Regions from separate parts of the Mus musculus genome. Here region 1 is linked to region 2. Evidence: chromatin contacts called from public HiChIP or PLAC-seq data. All regions are on one chromosome and are shown on one strand. The core of a region is the stretch at or near the end of the contact, and the rest is flanking DNA. Distances in the headings are between cores, read along the strand shown. Region 1 overlaps Pacsin2 (protein kinase C and casein kinase substrate in neurons 2). Region 2 has its middle 10 kb from the start of Cyb5r3.

Region 1 (4,895 bases), core at 1,872-4,371, 260 kb before region 2:
TGTGAGTGAAAGTGGAAACCAGTGGTTTGTTTTTCCTCTCTTCCTTCCTCCTTTCCTTTCATTTCCCCCTCTCTCTCCCTTCCCCCTTCTCCCCTCCCCTCCCTTTCTTGAAATCCCAGTTGGAGTAGAGTGTAAGGAGGGAGGGCAGTGTAGGGTCTGGATAGTACCTAGAGTGCTGCTCACAGTCACCAAAATATTTATAAACAAACACCCAGAGGTAGCTGTATTACTTGTAAACGTTTTTTAGTGATGTTTGTGACTCTATAAAAAAAAATCTGAGTAATTGCATTGTTTGGAATAAGTAGAGACAGCTGGGCATGGTGGCATAGGTCTGTAATTCCAGCTCTCAGGAGGCAGAGGTAGGCGGATCTCTGGTCTGCAAAGGGAGTTCTAGGACAGCCAGGGCTGTTACAGAAATACAGTCTTGAAAAACTGAAAAAGAAAGAGAGAGAGAGAGAGAGAGAGAGCGAGCCTTTTGTCAGTGGCGGTAGAGCAAGCAGTGTTCTTTTTATTGTTGTTGCTTGTTTGTTGAGATTGGTCTCACTCAATTCAGGCTGGCCTGGAACTTGTGTAGCTGAGGATGACCTTGAACTCCCCGAGTGCTGGGATTACAGGTGAGTGGCTGGCTTGTGAAGAGTGTTGTTATTTGACAGTGTAAAAGGTTAGGGCTTTGTGGTGTTCCCCCAGATTTCAAACACCGAGCAATAATAACTAACGCACTGTACTCTGCTGCCTTTCGAGTGGAGAGCTTGATAATGTTTGGCATGTGCAGACACTGTTGCCGTCGTTCCCACCAGTCAGTAGCTCTCCTCTGCCGTTCTGTAGCCCTCCACTTACCACTTCCCTCTTCCACCTCCAGGTAGGAAGCCATTGTCCTGTCTGCTTGCCTTAAAATGTAGACACTTAGGACTTGATGAAGAGGATGTTTGCAGGTTTGTGTATCTTAGGCTAAGTTTCAGATGTAAAATCTTTGCTTAATTCAGGGTCATGAACATTTTGTCCAGGTCTTACAGGTCTGGGTTTTACAGCTGGGCTGTGATCCATTTGAGCCACTTGTGTTTATGGTGGGAGATGTATAGAAGGCCTGTGTCCCTGAAACAAGAGCTAGTTGTTTCAGGACCATTTACTAAAGTGTTCTCTGAATTTTAAGGGAAATTTTTCTCATTGGTCTGGGACTTGTGGTTCTGGGCATTTGGGTGTCTTTGTGTTCTTGGCTGCTTTTTATTTCCTGTGCTTCATGTAATGTCTTTAGCCCCTGATGGCAGGGCCCTGTCATAGGGTAGCAAGTTATAAAGGGGAGGGTGATGCTTGACCAGATGTACATGGGCTTTCTCCCTACTCAGGTTTGCACAGAGCCCTGGACACAGAGGCTTTATGGACATCCTTGTTGGTGGCTCCTGGGTAGTGTCTCATTTCCAGAGGTGAGCCAGCACAGAGAAGTGAGGGTACAATAAACCTTCTGTGTCTGGGTAGGTGGGATGGCTCCTAGGCTGGGGATGTGGCTGTGTGGAGGCTACCTTGGGTAGGAGGGGCCTAATAGTGGGGTGAGTGAACCTGGCTCCTCCATGCTCTGACTATTCTTGGCCAGCTACATGCCTGTGTAAGTAGCGGTGTTTGTTCTTAGTCAAAGAGAGGTCTGGACAGTCTCTAGGCTTGCCATTCCCAGGAAGTGGAATGTTTGCTCTGCTTTGGGCCTGGGTGGGATGCTGTGGTCTTTCTAATGCCACCGTCTGCCCTATAGGGGTTCTCCACTTTGCTCCAAGTACCCAGCCAGCTTCATATGAGCCTCTGAGCAGATGACAAGGAAACTGAGGCTCGGAGGAGCCCACATGTCGGGAGCCCTTGGGCTGTGTGTTTGCCTATTAAAGCCTGAAGGACTGGTTGGCTTGCTATTCTTGCACTCCTCTTCTTAAAAGAGTGGTTCCTAGGCCATCCCAGTCTTCATTGTCAGCAGTGGAGAAGAGAAGGGTCAGAGGATTGAAAGTACAGCTCTTCAGTGGCTCTTGGTAGCCCTCACAATAAAGCCCAGCCTTGTAGAATGGCCTCTGCCTACCTAATGTCTCTGCACATTCCTGCGTTTCTTCCTCCAAGATTCCCCTGCCCCCCACCTTCAGTCTTTGTCCTCACTTCGCCTTCCTCTCCAGGACTGCCTGCCATTCTAGTTAGTGTACTGCTCCTCATTTCCCAGAGGATTTGCTGAGGATGCTCTGTCTTTTTAAAATGGAGCCCAGGCGTTAGCTTTGCAGTGGTATAAGCGGATGGTTATGGAATCTACAAAGGGGCCTGGTGAGGACCTGCGGCTTGGGGATCATTTCTCTGTGTGCGGAGGGGCTGTCTAGGTTGCACTGGGCTTACTGCTTTTTTTTTTTTTTTTTTTTAAGATGAGAATTATACTGACTGTCCTTTCTCTTTCTTTCTTCCTCCCACTTCCCTCTCCCCTTCTCTCTTCTTTCCTATTACTGAGGTGGGGTCCCACTGTGTTATAGAATCTGGGATGTGGGATGGCATTAGAACTATGTAGACTAGGCTGGTCTCACACTTGGGACGGTTCTCTGGCTTCTGCCTCTGGCATACCGGAATTACAGGGATGAGCCACTCACCCAGCTCCTTGGTTGTCTATTTTTAGATCATGGATGTTTAAGCTTATATATGTTCTTCCCCTCCACCCCCCCCCCCGGATAAAAAATTCGTATCTCTAACACAAACGTATATTTTATTTTTGTGTGAGTGCAGAAATGCACGTGCCCCAGTTTGTCTGTGGCAGTTAGACAACTCTTGGGGGTTGGTTCTCTCCTGCTACCTTGTGGGATGTGGGAATTGAACTCCTGTAGTTAGCGATTCGATTCCTATAGTAGTACCTCCAAATGTGTCTGCTGTGGGAGTTTGGACAGTAAGTTCAAAGACTCATTTGAGTTCTTGCAGTGTTTCTTTGGAATGCAGGGGTTGGGCCACTGTTGATTAGAATGGCTCAAGGCTGGTGTCTCTGAAGTCAGTGCTTCCGCTCCGAGTGGCTTAGGAACATTGCTGCCTTCGCTGGTCTGTAGGCCTGCAGCTGCCTGGCTTAGCTCTTGTTCGGCTGTAGTTCAGGGAGGGTGCGGGGAGGATTCCTGGCTTGCATACCTGAGGCACATTCCTACAGGCTCTTGGGGTTCTGACCTTTGAACCAGATTGTTTCAGTCACTGTGTAGTATCTTCTTTTAGTTAACTAGGAACAGGATTGAGCAATCTCATTTGATTGCCTGGTGTTTCACGGAGCTAAGGGATGTAGGGATGTAGAAGAGGAAAGGGGACACAGGCGGGGTAGAGGGGCATAAAAGGTTGGGGTACATGAACATGAGTTCAGGTTTATCTCATTGTCAACTTCTGTTTCCAGTCCAGCTTACCAGTTCAGTCTGAGTGTGCCTCTTCAGCAAGTGCCCTGTGCGTGAGAGCTTTCTGGGGCATTTGGCAGTGGTAGACAGGGAAAGGTGCTTGGGAGGACCTCCATCGGGTTGTCCTCTGTCTCTATACATGTAGCTCCCAAAGAAATAGACAGTCAGACAAACAAATACATGTAAAGAAGAAAAGAGAGACATTCCAGTGCCCTCTATTCTCCCTAGCACACCCAAGTTTTTTGCTCTCTTCCATGTTCTTTGGAAGTGGGTATTTAAAATACAATTCTTAGAGGCCTTATGGTGTGACTACTGGTCTGAACACGATGGTGTGGGTCAGTGGGGTAGTGGTTGTTGGAAGGAAAGTGGGCTATTTTGAGTTATTTGTAATGAAGTCCTGGAGGGAAAAGCCAGCTGCTGTGTTGAGGGGTGTTGTCTAGATACCTGAGGCAGAGCTCTTCCTATGGGACCCTGAGCAGCCTGGATGTATGTATGTAGCCGTGCATATTTAGGCTCCAATTCTTACTGCAATTCTATATGGTCAGGGTTGTGATTGTACATAGAGGGCCAGAGAGGTTGTCAGTGCCTGCCCGGGGCCTGGAGACACAGCTCAGCAGTTAAGATCCTTGACGCTCTTCCAGAGCACCCACGCTTGGTTCCCAGCACCCACAGCAGACAGCTTCTCTGGAAGATCCAGTCCTTCCTTTGGCCTCTAGAGACACCTGCACACACAAGGCAGAGAAACACACATGAATACATAAATAAAAAGAAATCTTTCAACTTACATGTCTAGTAAGTGACTGAGTCAAGATTTGAACTTGGATTACTCTCAGTATGCAGAGTCAGAATCCCATCTCTCTCCAGAGTTGTGAACTAAGCATTGGGTGTGGCAGCCTTGTGGGCCATAAAGGAGAGATTCTTTTAGTCAGGGCTTTCATGGAGCAACTTTAGTATCTGAATGTATATAGAGCTGCACACTTATTTATAAAACTCACAGAAGCGGTCTGTGTCTTAGTTGTCTGGGCTATGGGAATCTGGAGATTTCTAAGCAGAAGAATGGGGTGGTATCTGACTTGAGCCTCAGGAAGGTTTTCCTAGGATGTATAGGCGAGAATAGAGATGGAATGCAGAGACAAATGCCTATGTTCTGCCTTCTGCCTCTTCTTAGGGTCTTTGCACATGTGCTTCTCAGCTCCTAGAATGTTCTTCACCTGGCTGGTTCTTGTCATTCTTCAGGCCAGTGTGTCTTACCTCAGGGGCCATCCTGTTGTACATGGTTTTTGTGTTTCTCGATTTTCCACTGGGCAGTCCACATCCTGTAAGCAGGGACTGTCTATTGCTGTTCTGATCTCTGGACGTTGTGGCCTGGAAAAGTCCTCTGAGTTCATGGTGGGGATGGGCAGCCCAGGTGTGAGGGCTGTCCTTGCAGTGGACTGCAAGGAGTGCGAGCCAGGGGACGTTGGTCATTTTGGTGTGTTTAATGTCATTTGACTGGATTAATGTTGCCTTTGGCTCATGGGTGCC
Region 2 (4,939 bases), core at 1,267-3,766:
GTCATCGTAGCACCTGACCTCTCCTTGACTCAGTTTTCCTGCCTGTAAATGGGAATGATTATGTGAGTTTGTGACTTCATAGGCTCTAGTTTGGTGTGCTGTGGAAGAAGCTAGTATGTGTTGCTACAACTAAAACTATGAGATAGGAAGTATGGTGGCGCACACCTTTAATCCCAGCACTTGGGAGGCAGAGGCAGGCAGATTTCTGAGTTCGAGGCCAGCCTGGTCTACAAAGTGAGTTCCAGGACAGCCAGAGCTACACAGAGAAACCCTATCTCGAAAAACCAAAAAAAAAAAAAAAAAAAAAAAAAAAAAAAAAAAAAAAAAAAGAAAGAAAGAAAGAAAGAAAGAAAGAAAAACCAAGAAGGAAAAGGAAAACGAGGAGGAGGAGGAGGGGCAGAGGAAGGGAGGGAGGGAATGAATGAATGAATGAATGAATGGGGTGTCAGTTGGTGGTGCTTCTGTGAAGCTGTGTAAACTGAGCAGGCTCCTAGACCCTCCCCACCCCCCAAGTCCTCTCACCCTAACCCTATAAGGCAGAGATGGCTCCACTCTAGGCTTTCCCATGACCTCCTAGAGTTGGTGTGAGAGCTGCAGGAGGCTTTATGTGTGTGCTGGACACGTTGTTTGGTTGGTTGGTTGGTTGGTTGGTTGGTTGTTTTTTTTCAAGACAGTGTTTCTCTGTGTATCCCTGGCTGTCCTGGAACTCACTTTGTAGACCAGGCTGGCCTCGAACTCAGAAATCCACTCAGAAATGCCTCCCAAGTGCTGGGATTAAAGGCATGCGCCACCACTGTCCGGCTGGACATGGATTTTACACGAAGAAACAGCCCCTGTTTTCTAAATGGCAGCCTCCAGTGTCAGGCCGATCGCAGTGGGGTTCAGTTCTGTGTGAGGAGTTTCGACGTGAGGAGTGGGTAGCTCTGGCAATGGCTCACTCATCCTCTACAGTTTCTGTGGGGACTCACATCTTCATAAACATGTATGCAAATTAGAGAGGAGAATGCTTAAAATTAAGCAATTCCCAGCCATCCTTTGTCTGGGTCCTAGTCATGGGGTTTAACTGGAAAGTCCCTTTCAGGCAATGTGTCCCCTTACCCTGCTGCTGAGCCCTGTACAGTCATTAAACTCAGGACTGTGTCCACTCCTAGTGTCCTCTTCTCTAGCTGCCCAAAGGCCTCCTATGTGGGTGAGGGGTCTCCCAGACCGGCAAGCCTTTCCTGGGTGAAGGCGGTGCCGAGCGCTAAGAGCCCTTCCGAGGGTGCGCAAGGGGTCTGCTCCCGGCTCAGCTGTTCAGAAGTTTGCCAGTGCAAGCAGAGAAAAAAGGGCGGGAGAAAATCAGGGCAAGCACAGACCGCAGACTGAAGATCAGCATCTGAGATCATGGCTGTGCACCTGAGCCAAAGCCGCCACAGTCAGCTGTACAGGGCAGCTCTTTCCGGGTCTCTATTCGCAGAAAATCAAAGCTACCCCCCCCCCCCCCCCCGCCGTCTGTGTCTCTCTTTCTTCCCTCCGTCCCTTCCGCCCTCTCCCTCTCTCTCTTTCTCAGGCTCCTGAGCCCCTGCCCATCTCTCCATGACTCAAAGTCATGCGGCAAGCTAATGGAGAACCCTTTCCCAGCTCCAGAACCCAGAAGCAATTCGCATTCACAGGAATCTTTTTCCAGCCTTTTACCCTCCCGCGAGGCCATGGGTATGCAGAGCCTTCTGCGGACATTCCAGGCCCACAGGCCCACAGGCCCACAGGCCCTTGGTTCCAGGGAGAGTTTCTCGATTTCCTACTTAACTCCACACCCATTAGTTAGTTATGACTGGGTAAAGAATGATCACTTGACCTAAACTGAGCCAGTTAAGGATGCCAACTTCTTGGCACCATTGATGGGGCTCAAGGTGGGCACGTGACAAAACAAACCAATCAGAGTTTTTCCTGCAGATTTTTTTTTTCCTTATCTGCTTCTCTGGACCAAAATATGGTAGGAGCCAGGAAGATGCCCATGTTGGTGGGAGAGCTGGGGCTTCCTACTCAGAGAGCGAGAGGTGAAAGGAATCCTGGCCCTCTCCCACGGATTCTCGTTCCAGTTGATGAGCCATCCCAGGACCTTCCTACACAGCTAGTTTGAATTAGGGTTCTGTCTACCAGAGCCACACCCTGTTAAGAATGTGGCTAGGAGCCCAGCATGGTTGAGCACGCCTTTAGTCCCAGCACTTGGGAAGCAGAGGCAGATCTCTGAGAGTTGCAGGATAGCCTGACTCTATAGGAAGACCCTGTCTCAGAAAGAGGGGAGGAGGGAGGGAGGGAAAGACAGAGACGGAGAAAGGCACAGAAACTGGGGTTTTAGGGTCCTGGGAGCTGTAACAAACTAGTCTTAGTCATATGTCCCCAATTAAAGTGGCAAAGAATAGTGGAAAGCAGAGAAAGGCGACTATTTCCCTGCGGTCACTCTGAGAGGAGGAACTGACAAAGAGGTCCAGTTGCTACAGTAGCTCCAGAACCTCCTGTTTCCCTGGCAACACCAGAAATGTAAACATCAGCTTGGCCAACCCTGGACATTTACATTGCCTTGTAGTCTGAGGCTTTGTGTGGGGCTTACACAACGGTGGAAGGATCTGCACTTTGTTCTAAGTTCCATCTCTATCTCTGGTGGAGACCTGGCCTTCTAAGCCACCCAAGCGGAGCTGATAGGGCTAACAATTCCCCTCAAGGAGATAATGCACTCCCCCACCCCACCCTACCCCCTTCTCTTAGGCAGCTGCTTCCAGCCATGGGTGGGATTTCTGCCTGTTTCTTTCCCACTTTCTGAGTTACCAGAAAGTCAGAAACTTTCCTTTTTTTCTTCTTTTTATTTACTTCTCTTTCTTCTGGATACTGGCCGGAGTGTGTTTTCTTTCCAAGGTGCTCTGGACTCTTCTGCCCTTTCTCTGAAGCCTCCTTTCTCTTTTGCTTTGAGACTGCTTGTCAATCTCCATCAAAATCGGCATGGGTGTTGTCCATTTCCCTTCCAGTACCTGCTGAGGCTTACATGCCTGCCTTGTTTTTCTCTTAACCTCTAATAAAATCGTCCTTGAGCTTCCTGTTGCTAAATTGTTTTATCAATGAGACTAAGAGCCCCCCCCCCAAAAAAAGAAGGACTTTGGTTTTTCCCAGCAGTACACCTTCCATGCCCACCGCACCATCACTTAACCCATCTTCTTGTCCTCATGTGAGATTTGGCCCGAACAAGCAGGTAGAGGTGTGGCCCTGTCCATCAGACTCTCCTGGGAGGTGGTCGGACTATCAGAACTGCAGAATTTCTTCCTGGGAGACAAGTTCCTCCCCTGGCTGGTACCAGGCCTCAGGCTTTCCCTCCCCTACCAGGAGAATTCTGGGGGAAATTCCAATTCCTTGTAACCCTGTCTCAAAAAACAAGACAACAACAACAACGAGAGAGAGAGAGAGACAGAGAGAGACAGAGAGAGACAGAGAGAGACAGAGAGAGACAGAGACAGAGAGACTGAGTCCAATGTCTTCTGAGCATTTTTTTTTTTAACTTTTCAAGACAGGGCTTCTCTATGGAGCTGTCCTGGAACTTGCTCTGTAGACCAGGCTGGCCTCAAACTCAGAGATCTGCCTGCATCTGCCTCCCAAGTGCTGGAATTAAAGGCGTGCGCCACCACTACCTTGCTATACCTTTGGTGACCTTTGGCATCTTCCCCTAAGAGTAAGAGTGCTTTCTGGGAGCATAAGAACTTTTCAAATATAAAATTTCAAGGTGCAAACATCCCAGATTGTTTTTTGTTTTGTTATTTTTTGTTTTTGTTTTGTTTTGTTTTTCAAGACAGGGTTTCTCTGTCCTGGAACTCACTCTGTAGACCAGGCTGGCCTCGAACTCAGAAATCTGCCTGCCTCTGCCTCCCAAGTGCTGGGATTAAAGTCCTATGCCACTACTGCCTGACTGTTTTTGTTTTGCTTTAAGATTTATTTATGTATATAAGTACACTGTAGCTGTCTTCAGACACACCAGAAGAGGGCATTGGATCCCATTACAGATGGTTATAAGCCACCATGTTGTTGCTGGGAATTGAACTCAGGACCTCTGGAATAGCAGTCAGTGCTCTTACCCACTGAGCCATCTCTCCAGCTCCAAATGATCTCTCCTTATGGCCAGGAATGCTCTTCCCCAGCTATCTGCAAGACTTGATCCCACACCTCCATCGGGCCTGTGTTTCAGTACACACCTTAGAAAGCCCTCCTGCTTACCCTAGCCCCTAGCCCCACTCTTCCTTCCCTCTTCCATCTGACCTCAGTCGCCATGCCTTCCTTCTCCTTCCTTCATCTTCTTGTCTTCTTTCTTGTTTTTTTCCCCCATTAATTTATTTATTATTCACTAAGCCTCCTTCTCTTCCTGGTCCCGCCCTCACATGGCCCCTCCCCATTCCTCCTTCCCCTTCAACCCAGACTGGGTGTCATATAGTTCAGGGCTGGGCTCCAACTTGCTTCCCTTTGAGAGACCAAACTACTCCGTCTTGGGACCAGCCTCCATCTTAAGAGAAACTTGACCTATAGCTGAACCCAAGCTACACCTTAGTACTGGGAAGGACCCCATGGCTTGTCCTTGTCCCATACCCCTAGCTACTTCCTAACAATTCGGTCCGAGATCAGTCTGATTGTTTGCGATGTACTTGCAGACCATTTGTGATTGCTCAGGGTTTTGCTTCAGAGCACCCACCCGTCGGCTTACAGTAGTCATGCAGCTAGATGCTTGCCAGGCTGAAGCCCCCTTACCTGCTTGCCTTTTCCTATAAAGCCTTGTCCCACTGAGAGCTTGGGGGAGGGTAAACCTCCCGTTCTGCTGCAGCAGACATGGCAGTGTCGTCTAAGCTCAAGCTTAAATAAAGACCCTCGTTCGATTGCATCTTTGGTGGTCTTTTGGGGTTAATGAACGATTCTTGGCACAAAACTT

What was found. HiChIP or PLAC-seq counts read pairs in DNA pulled down with a chosen protein or histone mark.
Region 1: a contact with region 2 is called in an H3K27ac HiChIP or PLAC-seq map of extraembryonic endoderm stem cells. The contact joins two enhancer-like sites. A contact is called at or near these places in 2 of 39 promoter capture datasets (the C10 cell line and cranial neural crest), 1 of 484 Hi-C or Micro-C datasets (B cells), 3 of 115 datasets of contacts at active chromatin or transcription factors (astrocytes, extraembryonic endoderm stem cells and memory CD8 T cells) and 1 of 9 other capture datasets (adipose tissue).

Annotation. Positions count from the first base shown.
Region 1 is chr15:83,442,812-83,447,706 of GRCm38.p6, reverse strand. All of the region lies in intron 1 of Pacsin2 (protein kinase C and casein kinase substrate in neurons 2), which reads left to right. Among named protein-coding and RNA genes, the nearest start is that of Pacsin2, 19 kb to the left of the region's middle. Within about 2 kb of position 3,121, at least 48 of the 459 cell types and tissues checked have an H3K27ac peak or open chromatin away from gene starts, as enhancers often do. A contact at or near this core is called in adipose tissue and extraembryonic endoderm stem cells, where this site is marked.
Region 2 is chr15:83,179,723-83,184,661 of GRCm38.p6, reverse strand. No RefSeq gene overlaps it. Among named protein-coding and RNA genes, the nearest start is that of Cyb5r3, 10 kb to the right of the region's middle. Within about 2 kb of position 2,516, at least 55 of the 459 cell types and tissues checked have an H3K27ac peak or open chromatin away from gene starts, as enhancers often do. A contact at or near this core is called in adipose tissue and extraembryonic endoderm stem cells, where this site is marked.